2 separate regions of the Gossypium hirsutum genome follow, and region 2 is linked to region 1. The links are chromatin contacts, called in public Hi-C maps. All regions are on one chromosome and are shown on one strand. Each heading gives the region's core, a stretch centred on a gene start, on an enhancer-like site or on the middle of the called end of the contact. The rest is flanking DNA. Distances are from core to core; before and after follow the strand shown.

Region 1 (5,904 bases), core at 1,436-3,935:
AAAACATAGGCCTAAATTTTGTCTAAGCCTATCCATATTTGCAAATGGTCAACTCAAGCCTATTTTAGATCAGCTCATATTATTTTTTAATTTTTTAAAAAAAATTATATTATTTAAATTTAATATTTAATAATTTTATATGCTTTTCCATTTACTAAGATTTTATATATATGCGTCTTAATATTTTTTAATGTTAACATTATAATATTATTGATTATTATCTCTTATTTTTTATCTATCACACATTACATAATATAAAAATAATACAATATAATATATTACAAACATAAAAAACATGTCGTATCTGGCCGATATCAAGCCTTAGATGTTGAAGCCTAAGTTCAATTCATATTTTAAACAATCTTATTTTTTAGGCCTAAGTATTATTGATTAAATTCTCTCAAGTTTTAGATTTCCCTTTAAGGTAAAAAGTGAATAGCCCAATTTTTTAACAAAGCTATTTTTGATAAACTCAAACAATTTATACAATTCAAATCATTTAAGATATAAACTTGAATATATTTTATAAGATGTTTAAATTGAATTTCCCAAATTAACTCAAGAAATTAATATAGAAAATTACTCTTACATATGTTAGATCAAAACCTTTCTAAAACAAAGATAGCAGAGTAAACATTTGAAAAGAGAGAATTTCTCAAAGAATTGCTTTATTTTCCATCAATTACTAAATTTTTTTATTAATTAAATTTTCTTTGGAACCGAAAAAAAAACATTAAATCATTTTTTAAAAAAAATACTAAACTGTTAATTTAATCTAAAGTTGTATTCGATAAATTGAAAAATTTAAGAGTTTAAAAAGTGAATTTTGAAGAAAAAAAGTAATGAAAAATTAAAATTTGAATTAAGTTATAAAATTTGTTTAGCATATTACTTAAAATTAAATATTAAGTATAATTAAATTGTTTGATGAAATATAATATAATTTTAAATGAGATAAAATAAAATAAAAATAATTAAATTTATTTTCTATTAAATGATAAGTAAAGTCTTTATCTTCTTATATTTTTTTACATTTTTTAAAACAATTTTATATTGACTAAAAAATTAAATTATTAAAAATATTAATTTTTAATTAAATTGATTTTTTCTAAAACACTTCATGGATATTTAATAAAATTTACAAATTTGATCAAATAATTTAAATATTTTAATTGAATTTTAATTTCGTAAAAATAATAAAAACGATTAATTATATTTAGATTTAGGTGTTAATAGATATCGTACACTTAACATAAATTTTGTATTTATTACACATAAAATATAGGTGATCAGTTGAAGCTTTTGGTAATAGTCAATGATGAGATGACCGTTGGTAAGTGGATATGGTTTTACATTTCTATCAATTTCCCTAGGATAATGTGCCCTTAATTTTCAAGCCTTAAACCAATTAAGCTTTCCAGTCAGTACAACAGCAAACACAACCCTCGGTTGATGATGATTGCTGGAAATGGAAAAATATATTATTTCCCCTTATCATTCACAACCATATCTACAGCTTTATGCAAAATACTAAGAGATTAAGAGTACATAACCGAGATAAAAGATTTAAAAAAAAAAACAAAAACACTTGAAACATTCTATTTTACTGAATTTGAACATCCATAACCTTGCGCTCAACTTTAGACTTGGGAATGGAGATGAAGAGAATTCCATTCTTCAGCTCAGCCTTGATCTTATCTTTCTCACAGTTGTCGGGTAACTGGAGACGAGTATCATAGGAACTGTAGCTTCTATTTGTCCAGGAATCATCTTCCCCCTCTTGTTCCTTTTTGTGCTCTCCTTTAATAACCAGAATATCGTCCTCTACCGAAACCTTCACATCCTCTTTCGCCAGTCCAGGCATGTCGAATCGCATTTTGATCTCTTGTTCATCGTCTTTGATATCCCACGGTGCACGCAACTGTCCTCCTGTTCGGCTCCTGCTGCCCGGTAATATCATGGCATCTTCGAATATCCGGTCCATTGCGTCCAGCATTTGACGCATTGATCTCATCGGAGACAAGGGGTCCAACAAACCTGTCAAGTGTCATCAACGATCACGTTACGATAGTGTGAAAATGGATGATGAATGGTACGTACCCAAAATGCAAATACTTACCAAAAGGAGAGACATCGACAGCCAACCTTCTAGGCCTCTTCTCGACAACTGTGCCTTTGTTGTCTTTGTTGACATGCACGTCCACTGACGTATCTTTGTTATTATCCCCAACAGCCTGTGCCCTTACAAGAGAGAGTCGCCTAATGCAGGGATTCTTGGATGGAAAAGATACAGAGAATGGCGTTACAGCTTTAATGGAACAAGAAGGCTTAGGTCTGTTTAATACCAATGGAGAAGATGAGCAACACAAACTTGAAGCCGCCATTTTTATATTAAACGCAAAAGACTTCAAGAATTGAGAGCTTTGTGTATTTGTGTTCGCCGATGATTGCTGATTCGAGGTGGTGAAGGGGGGGAGAATATATGTATATATAGGTGAAAGGAGAGCAAGAAGGGAAGTTTGTAGAGGGATCTTGAAAGGTGGGAGAGGATAATGAAGGTTCTGGACCCAAACACTTGGACCTATCCTTATTTGCAAACCCTATTTGGCCTTTTCTAGCCCTTCGGGAAGCATCCACGATTTGCTTCTTATTGGCCAAGATCAATGATATCTTTTATATTGACGCTGTTTCCTTTTCCCCTACATCGATATGTTTTATATAATATATTCAACGATCTAAATTTTTTTAAAAAATGTTAATTTTATTTTTTAGAGAAAAATAAAAAATGTTAATTTTAATTGCATAATCTATGGGACAGTTGAAATTTTAAATATATAAAAATTTATGAAAATAAATAAAAATATTTTAATTTTATTATAAGGTTAAGAATAAGAGTATTTATCTCCTTCAAAAGTTTGACATCTATGTTGTGGTTCAAGTGGCTTAAAATGAACAAGTGATTTAATCGGGAGATTTAAAATTATTTAGGTGGGGTTGTAAAAAACTTATAGGTTTAACTTATAAATAGGTATTTAAGTTACATATTTTTATTAGTATTTAAATTACCACTCTCTTTTTTTTGTAATAAATGGTATTTAAATTACTTTTTTTTAAAAATAATACTTTTGTTAGTACAACAATTAATCAAGTCGTTAAGCTTATTCTAAGAAAATGGCTTAACATATAAATTGTCACCTAAATTATGTCTTCTTTTTTTTAGTACCTAAACATTTTAAGGTAAAATATAGTGACAAAATTTGGCAAATATGTCGATTTTAAAGAAAATTTAGAGATTTAGGCAAGTTTTTTTGAAAATAAGAAAAATAGGTTGTTTTAAGAGAGAGAAGTGCCATTTTTTTTTAAAAGAAAATTATTGTACACTGTTGGGACCAATAGTAACTTTTTTTCTCCAATGGTATTTTTTTTCTATATAAACCTTGCCTATTTTCAATTTCTTTTATCCAATTCTATTCTCTCAATTCTCTGAACTATTTTACTTTCAAATTTTTTGTTCAATTTCTCTTAAATTCTTCTTCTCTCAATTTTCTATTTTGTAATTTCTTTGACTTTATTTTATTTTCATAATTTAAATTTTTTAAAAATGCCAAGCCTCTAATTTATTTGGATCAAAAACACATTTTCGATGTTCAATTTCAAATGGTCAGAAAATATTGTTACATTTTTTTATTTTAATAAATATAATTATTAAGTTGTTAATATTATTTTTTAATTTTTTTATGTTTATATAATAGAACGAAAATTGGATTATCGAGACATATATACACAATTTATGTACGAGGGCACTGCATGTAATTGAACAACACTTGGAAGAGACAAGATTCTTGCACGTGTCCCGTATGCTCGATGGGACTAAATTGAAGCATGCACTTATCAGTACTTTGCTGGAAAGATGGGAATCTAAGACACACGCATTCTATCTTCCATGTAGTGAGTGTATGATTACACTCGATAATGTGGCATTACAACTTGATTTACTAGTTGATGGGTTAGTCGTTATAGGGGTAATCCGCGTTAGCGATTGGAGCGCAATTTGCCACCAACTATTAGGCAAAATGTCGGACAAGTTTAGTGGTAGTCGAATAGAAATGAAATGGTTAAAAGACAATTTCTCACATCTCAACAACTCTTTTAGTGCGGTTGAAAGGTAACAATACACTCGAGCATTCATACTAAGGTTGATCGGTGGTCTTCTAATGCCAAGTAAATCTTTAAATCTGGTACATTTAAGTTGACTTCTACAAATAATCGACTTAAAAGAAGTCGAGCGACTTAGTTGGGGATCAGTTGTCTTGGCTACATTGTACTGAGATATTGTCGGGGAATTGAAGCACAGAAAATTAAAATCGGTGGTTGTATACTCCTTCATTCATAAGCAAGATATCACATACCATTTTTATGTCCCCGAGTAACCTTCCCTTATCAATTCCCACTCATAATAAGGTAAGATTCATTTAATAATATAATTATCACATTATTTTATTATTATTATATATTTGAAATAACATATTACTTGAATTGGTGGAACAATGACTCGAGTCGTGTGGGTATATTGAACAAGCTTGAAGATATTCGGTTATTATTAGATTAATAGCCAGAAATAGGGTTTGTTTTTTAATTATTCAATTAAATAATAATTGTATAAGGGTTTGAAATTTAATATTAGGTACATGATAAAATTTATAATTTTGTACTGTAGTTTGAATGAACATCATACTTTGATCCGAGACTTTAAGAATGTATCTCGGCCGAATTTTTGATGAATTGCAATATTTGGCATGTCAAAGTGCAATTGATAGTTTTTGCAATGGTAGAGAAGCATGAATCTGATCAAGTGATGCGACAGTTTGAATTTGTGCAAAATATTTTACACTCACCCTAGGAGCTCGATGAACTTCACAAGATTGACTTTTGAGGGAGAAACAATGAAGATTGGCCTAAATTCTATGCCAAGTATATCTACATCTTGGAACATAGGTATGATTTCATACCTATGTGTGAACCAATTGTCCGATTGGATTTGGTGACATCTTTGGATTACATGACATGGTTTAGACTTCACGGTAAGCCTTATCTGTTGCCGAAGGAGGAAAGGAGTAGACAAATTTGTCATAAAAGGCCAACGCGACCCTATATGGGGCAGCAATTGGGAGTACATGTATCGAGTTCATCATCATCAACTCCAACCCCAAATTCTATACCGATGGGTGCACCACATCCTGGTCAGTATGGTTCATATTTTTCTAGTGCTTTTACTAATCCCATGTTTTTTCACGCAAGCACCATATTATGCACCATTATACCATGCATAAACACTTTATTTAGGAATATTTTTTTGACAACCTATATCCATAGGAGCATATGACACGCCAGTACTGTCTACAACACCAATATATCTGCCATCGCCTATAATTCCAAAATTCTATACACAACTAGGTCATTCGACACCATATACTTTTCGTTGATAGTGTTGCAAACACCTCCCAGAATCACTATTTTTCAAAGGTGGGTCATCTTCGCAACCATTTATTAATACAATTAATGATATACAATGGGGACCTAATATGTAAATGCAGTCTAGCATGGAAGAACAAGATGAAAATGAAGACAATGTTGGAGATGAAGATCAAGATGGAGGCGTAGGTGGAGGTGAAGGTGAAGGTGGAGATGGAGATGAAGTAGAATATGATGAAGATAAAGATGAAGATGAAAACGATGAGCTAGAACCCCAACCACGATGAAATCCTCGTAACTAAAACCCACCAGTTGTGGTACACATTCAGGTTGGTGACGGGGATGATTTTTTTATTTTAAAATTTTTTCATGTACATAATTATTTATTTTGCTAACTTTTAATTTGTATTGTATTGAATTTTTACATCAATA
Region 2 (5,904 bases), core at 1,739-4,238, 340 kb after region 1:
AAGAATACATCTGCTTCCTTGATGAGGAGATCAGCCTTTGGACCGATGATGAACAACAAAGGGCCCTTGCATTGCTGGAACTGGCACTTCAATGCACTCAATCTATGGCTGATACAAGACCCTCCATGCGGGATGTAGTGGCATCTCTAATTAGTTTAAATGATAAGCATGAGAAATCTATAAACAACACATAAACGAAGGGATTTAGCTTTTACTGCAAATTATATACTTCTTTCCTTCATATTACCATTTGAGAAATCAAAGCACACAAAACAGTGTGGTGGTACGAGCAGACTGTAGCTGGTAACTCTGGCTGTAATCGAGAAGCTATTATCAATCAGAGCCAGACCAATCCAAAGTCCCAAACCCAAATATTAAATTGATTGCTCTGACTGAGTAAAGTTGTACAATTGATCGGTTTAATTAATAACAAAAAATTATCATTGATCGAATTAATCAAGTAGTTACCACAGTAATGACCAACTGCAGCTATACTTCGTGAGACTTATTGATCTTCGAGCGTTAAGTTTTTTCTATAAACCTTACTGATCAAGCACCTTAGCACGTAGGAACTATTCTCAAGAAGCTTTTTTTGGTTGATCTTCAACCATGAAATGTTCAGCCATCTGCTGCCAAGCAAACAAAAAAATACTCGCCTAAACATGCACATTTTCCTAGACAACATTTGTTTCAAGAAATTTTATAGCTTCAAGAGCAATTACAACTATAATCCCTCCCTACATCTCAGCCTCGGAGGTGTTTGGTTTTAGTCAAGTTTGTCAGTGTAGGTTAGAGTTTAGAAGGTAGACATCCCAGTTATAAAATCATTGCCCCCAGCAGACTGACATTTCAAATCATATCAAACAACACATCCCTAGTGTTTCAACCCCCCCCCCCCCCAAAAAAAAAAAAAACATAGGAAGTTCAACTAAAAACCAGGGCATTTGCTGCAATTACTTGCAAGCCTACAGGGGATGATTGCAAGCATTCAGGCTGAATGTTATGATTTCATCAATTCCGGCTTTTTATTATTTGTACTGTTCTCAATGAAGCATTTGTTTGCTAGGGTACGGTAAGGTTCTGTAACATGATAAAGCTAATGGAGTCAACAAGTAAATAATCGGCAAGATATGAAGCAGCAATTCACCAAGTACTGAAAAGTGAAGTAAACTACAATGAGTCTCTGAATTCACCTAGACTAAATTTCAAATGCAATCACCGTTTCATACATTATTGAGAAACAGATTAACTGATGTAAATCATGTCAACCGGCTGAGTGTACCATCAATCCATACAAAAGTACATAATATTTCAACCATCATTACTCTTTTATAACGAGGGGAAAAACAAAAAAACATTACCGAGGAACCAATTGCATATTTAGGAAAAATCTATTTTTTTTTTCTGTCACGAAGGACCTATTCTGTTGCTTCCACATGTTGTGAAGTTTCACCCTGTTTCAAACTCTCCAGAGCAGAGATTCGCCTATCTAGGGGCTCATGAAGCCTTTTCACCTTGAAACAAAGAGAAAAATGAAAAACATAAGCGCACAACTAAACCCTTGAAATGGCTGCTGCAGGTTAGAATCCATAAAGACATGCGCCTCTTGGGGAAAAATAAAAACAACAATAATAAATACTCATTTTGTAATTATTCTGTTCAGTGGAACATAGGTAACTGCCCATTCTACAACTTTTCTTTTGGTGGTTCATCATTTTCACAAGAAGAAATAGCAACTCATTGGAATAGATCTAATTGGGAGTCTCAAGCATTACAATCTTTTGGTATAAACATGCATCAGATTCAATTATCCCTTCTCCGTACCATCCTATTCCTTCGCAATATTTATCTTATATGCCTTTACTACCGAATAAATTACACCTATAGTTGGTATACTAGTACTTTTGTAAGGCACAACAAAGATCAACCATAGATCAAAAATGTCCAACAAGAAGCAGGGACACCACAAATGCACCCAGAAGAAAACAAAAAATGTGCTGAAAGTATATAAATAGGAATCAACAGGAAAATCCAACCCAAACAATAGGACTGTGGTAATTTCAAAAACTAATAGAAATATTAGAAGTAAAACAAATCCTGTTTACTCTAAAAGGTCTTCAAGGTAACATTTGAGACTTGCAATGTTAACTATGTATGCAGTACAGTTTTTACTAGGTTTTGTATCTGCCTTGTCAAAACCCCCAAAGCATCAAAATTGAGTCTTTCTAATCCAAGATAGCATACTTCTCTCCCCTTGGCCCTTACCAAATAACAACGACTCTTATATTAAGTTCTTAACCCGAGCCAGCTACAATTGGGCTAATTCAGACCGCAAAAGACAACCTTGAGAGATATCTTGTACCCTATCGCGTACTACCAGAACAGAGGAAAATCCACCATATTCTTTCATTTCCATAATAACCATCGACAATCTATATAATTATCAATCATCCAAGCAGCTACATATGCATTGCAATGCCTAATCCATATTTGAAATGCATAGTAAGCAAACATTAATCAGCAGCAGCACTGATCGCATAGAGCAAAAAAAGTCAAATAAAATATCTAAATTCAGTTTCCAACCATTCCTCTACTTATGGATTTCACTATACAAACTCGCAAATGAGCACAAAATATAAAACCCAGAATTAGTCCAAAAATTTCATAAAGAAATTGAAATCTGCCCTATGAGCTACGAAACAAAACAATGCGAAAAAGGAATAGGGGAGTACCTGTTGGGCAATGGATTCATGGGCGACTTTGTAATCCTTGTACAAGATATAGAGACCCAGAAAGGACGCTGTTGCTGCCCCCGTGAAGAATGAAGCCAATCTCACCCTCAATACGTACCCCATCGTTGTCTCGTCAATCTTTCTGCTCCCCTCTTTGTTCCTCCTTTTTTACGCTTTTTTCCTGCTTACAAAGTGGAAACTAATTTCAGGTAAGCAACATAATGGGAATCGACCTCAGGCAAGCCTCTAATGACGTAACGCTGTCGTTTCGAAAACTCCTTGTACTATGTGTAGGTTGTTACTCAGTAAATTTTATTCCTAATTAAATACTGATAATTAGAATTGGTAAGTTAAAATTTACTGTTAATAGTAAATTATGAATTTAATATTTATTCACTCACTAATTTGACCATTTTTAATTCCTATGCTTTCAAATTTGAAATTTTAATTTTGATTAAACAATAGCCATCAAATCCATCAATTAAAATAACGTAATTTAAAAAAGAAATTATAAACTAATACAACATTACACATATGATAATATAATTGTTATATAAGATTTTGACAATAACAAAATTTAACCGTTATTGCTTGGATCATAACTAAAATCTTAAATTTTAAAAAATAAAAAATAAAAATGACCAAATTAAAATATAGAATCTAAATCCGTAACTCAACTGATATCAAATTTTAACTTTTTTTTAACACTATGTTTGCTTGAAAATTTGCAGCCTTCAGTTTTTTACATAATTTTAATTATTTATTACATTTTATTAAAATTTTAATATATTTATTAAAATAATTATAATATCTGAAATTATTTATTTATTAATTAAAATTTATTTTTAAAGATGATTTTTTATTAAATGAAATAATAAATCCATAAAATTGAAACTTAAGTCGAGTTCTTCAATAACAAGATTTCACTTTATTCAATTATAGAAATCTAAATTAACAAGTTATTTCTATCAATGTCTTTTTTACTTAAAAGATAAAAAAATGTAAAATATAACAAAAATAACTATAAAAATACTTGAGAAAGAAGAGGTATTTTTTATTCTTCTACAATTATAGTTAAAAATAAAATATTTTGTATAAAATTCTTGAAAATATTTAAATTTATTAATTTAAAAAAATATATTATAAAGATGAATGTGTTAGGTCAAATTCTAAGTAAGATCCATCTACTATGTTTAACTTTAGAATTTAATATTTACACTTTAATTTAACATAATATGATTACTTTACTTTTATAATATCAATAACTAAACCAAGTAGTTGACACACTCAACGATTTCAATTAAAATATTGAGGCAGAATTTTTTTCTTAGAAATTTCATTTTAACTTATCACAATGAATTTTTTATATTAAAAAGAATTTTTTTTAAAAAAAATTCTATCTGAAGTAATTAAAAATATTAACTATTCCAACTAACTAACCTCACCAAATTATGTTAAATATGAGCATAGTAGAAATGTACCATTATTAATAATGAAAAGAAACAGAGGAGCTGACACAGTCATGGTAAAGAACCCGTTAGGACATTTCCTTTAGATACAGTAGTATAGATTGCATTCTTTGCGGTTTTGATACTGTTTTATACAGCGAGAAAGTTAGTGTTTGCAACATGTGAATTATGACTATTATATTTATAATTACGGTTCTTTTTTGGATATTAATGGGCAAGATACAACATAAGGTTTGGGATATCAAAATAAAGAATATAGTCATTTGAGTTTGACAATTATATACTCCTACTAGTATTAAAAGTACTTGCTTTCCTAGCAAGTACATTAAGACACTTATTTCCCTCGCGGAACACATGCTGCAATTGGTTATACGGAAATGTTCAAAACAATCGTACAATACGGAAATGTTCAAAACAATCGTACAATACTTAATTAAAGCATCAAGCAAAATACTTTTCTTGTTGGATACGGTACCTTAAATATAATATATTCGTTTGTACATTTATATATTTTTTTAAACAGATTGGTTAATAAGATTATTCGTGAATTAAATTAATATCATTTGTATAATGTTCTCATGTGATTTTTATATGTAAAGCAAAATAGAAACAAATATTAGTTTAATAGTTGTCAAATATTTAACTAATATTAAGCGATATTACGTGGTCGGATTATAGTACGGAAAGATAATTTATATTAATAGATGAACATAAGCATGTCCTTAGTCTAATTGGAAATTAGCAAATTGATTGAAAGATTAATATGTCGTCTATCAAATCTAATTAGGGAGATGCTTTGTCTTGGGCAGTAGAGTAGATGATTCTCAGAAGATAGAGACATAGATGTGACTGACTAGATTGACAGTATATCGGACTAGACCCAAGCATAATAGATTTTGAATTTATTTATAGATTTATTCACTTTAACGTTCATAATGTCACCTTCATAATGTTGAGAATATTGTTTACAAAATTTTGTTTGATGGAAGATTTTAATAAAATCAAGCTTACAAATATGAAATGAATGGATTAATATAAACTTTTGGTGAAAAAAATGCAAAAGTATTTGAGAGTATTGTTATGTTTTTTAAAAAATGAATTGTGCCAATGGTGAACAAATTAATCGTTCCCTCCAACCATCATTTCAAAAAAGGAAAATTGCTTACATGACCTTCGGGAAATCACTCAATAAAGACTCATCTCGACCACAATCCTATTTTCTTGTTTTCTCACATTTACCTCTAGCAATTTTGCTATTCTTACAATCTAGTCTATAAATCTTAAATTCTAAATTTTAAATTCCAGCTAATAAACACATCTAGTTAATGATATTAACCTTCTAATGAACCACTAATTCACTATTCTGCCCATTCCTCGAAACCTTCCGGTTTGACTTCTCGATGTGGCTCTATTTAAAAAATCTGGATCAAAATTGAACATCCAAAAATGAGAATGTTACATTCATTCTTCTTTGTCTAATAAAAACTTGGTAGAGATATTATGATGGTAGAGTTCCCTTAAGAAAAAAGATAGTTTGGGGATGAGGTTTAGTTTCTAGATCCAATTCCATTAAGAGTCTTGAAATTCTTTAATTGTGATAGGCCCTTTAATACGACATTTGGTAGAGCTCAAAGAGAAATTTCTATCATTGGAGAGTTTTGATCCGATTCTATCCACACCCTCTTGAGCAATTAAAGAAGGGG

The links. A called contact is a pair of places that touch in the nucleus more often than the background predicts.
Region 2: a Hi-C map of leaf shows a contact between it and region 1, with 2.2 times the contacts expected there. The contact joins the promoter of LOC107955219 here to the promoter of LOC107905919 in region 1. A contact is called at or near these places in 3 of 34 Hi-C or Micro-C datasets (callus and leaf).

What each region holds. Positions count from the first base shown.
Region 1 is chrA08:89,315,620-89,321,523 of Gossypium_hirsutum_v2.1, forward strand. LOC107905919 (small heat shock protein, chloroplastic) reads right to left here and starts at 2,686. Exons shown (of 2, transcript XM_016832717.2): 1 at 2,120-2,686; 2 at 1,460-2,037. The coding sequence starts at 2,384. The coding sequence ends at 1,604.
Region 2 is chrA08:89,657,972-89,663,875 of Gossypium_hirsutum_v2.1, forward strand. LOC107955219 reads right to left here and starts at 2,989. Exons shown (of 2, transcript XM_016890951.2): 1 at 2,733-2,989; 2 at 1,406-1,514. The coding sequence starts at 2,855. The coding sequence ends at 1,419. It overlaps LOC107955221 (leucine-rich repeat receptor-like protein kinase PEPR1), which reads left to right. Exons shown (of 2, transcript XM_041074597.1): 2 at 1-340. The coding sequence ends at 194.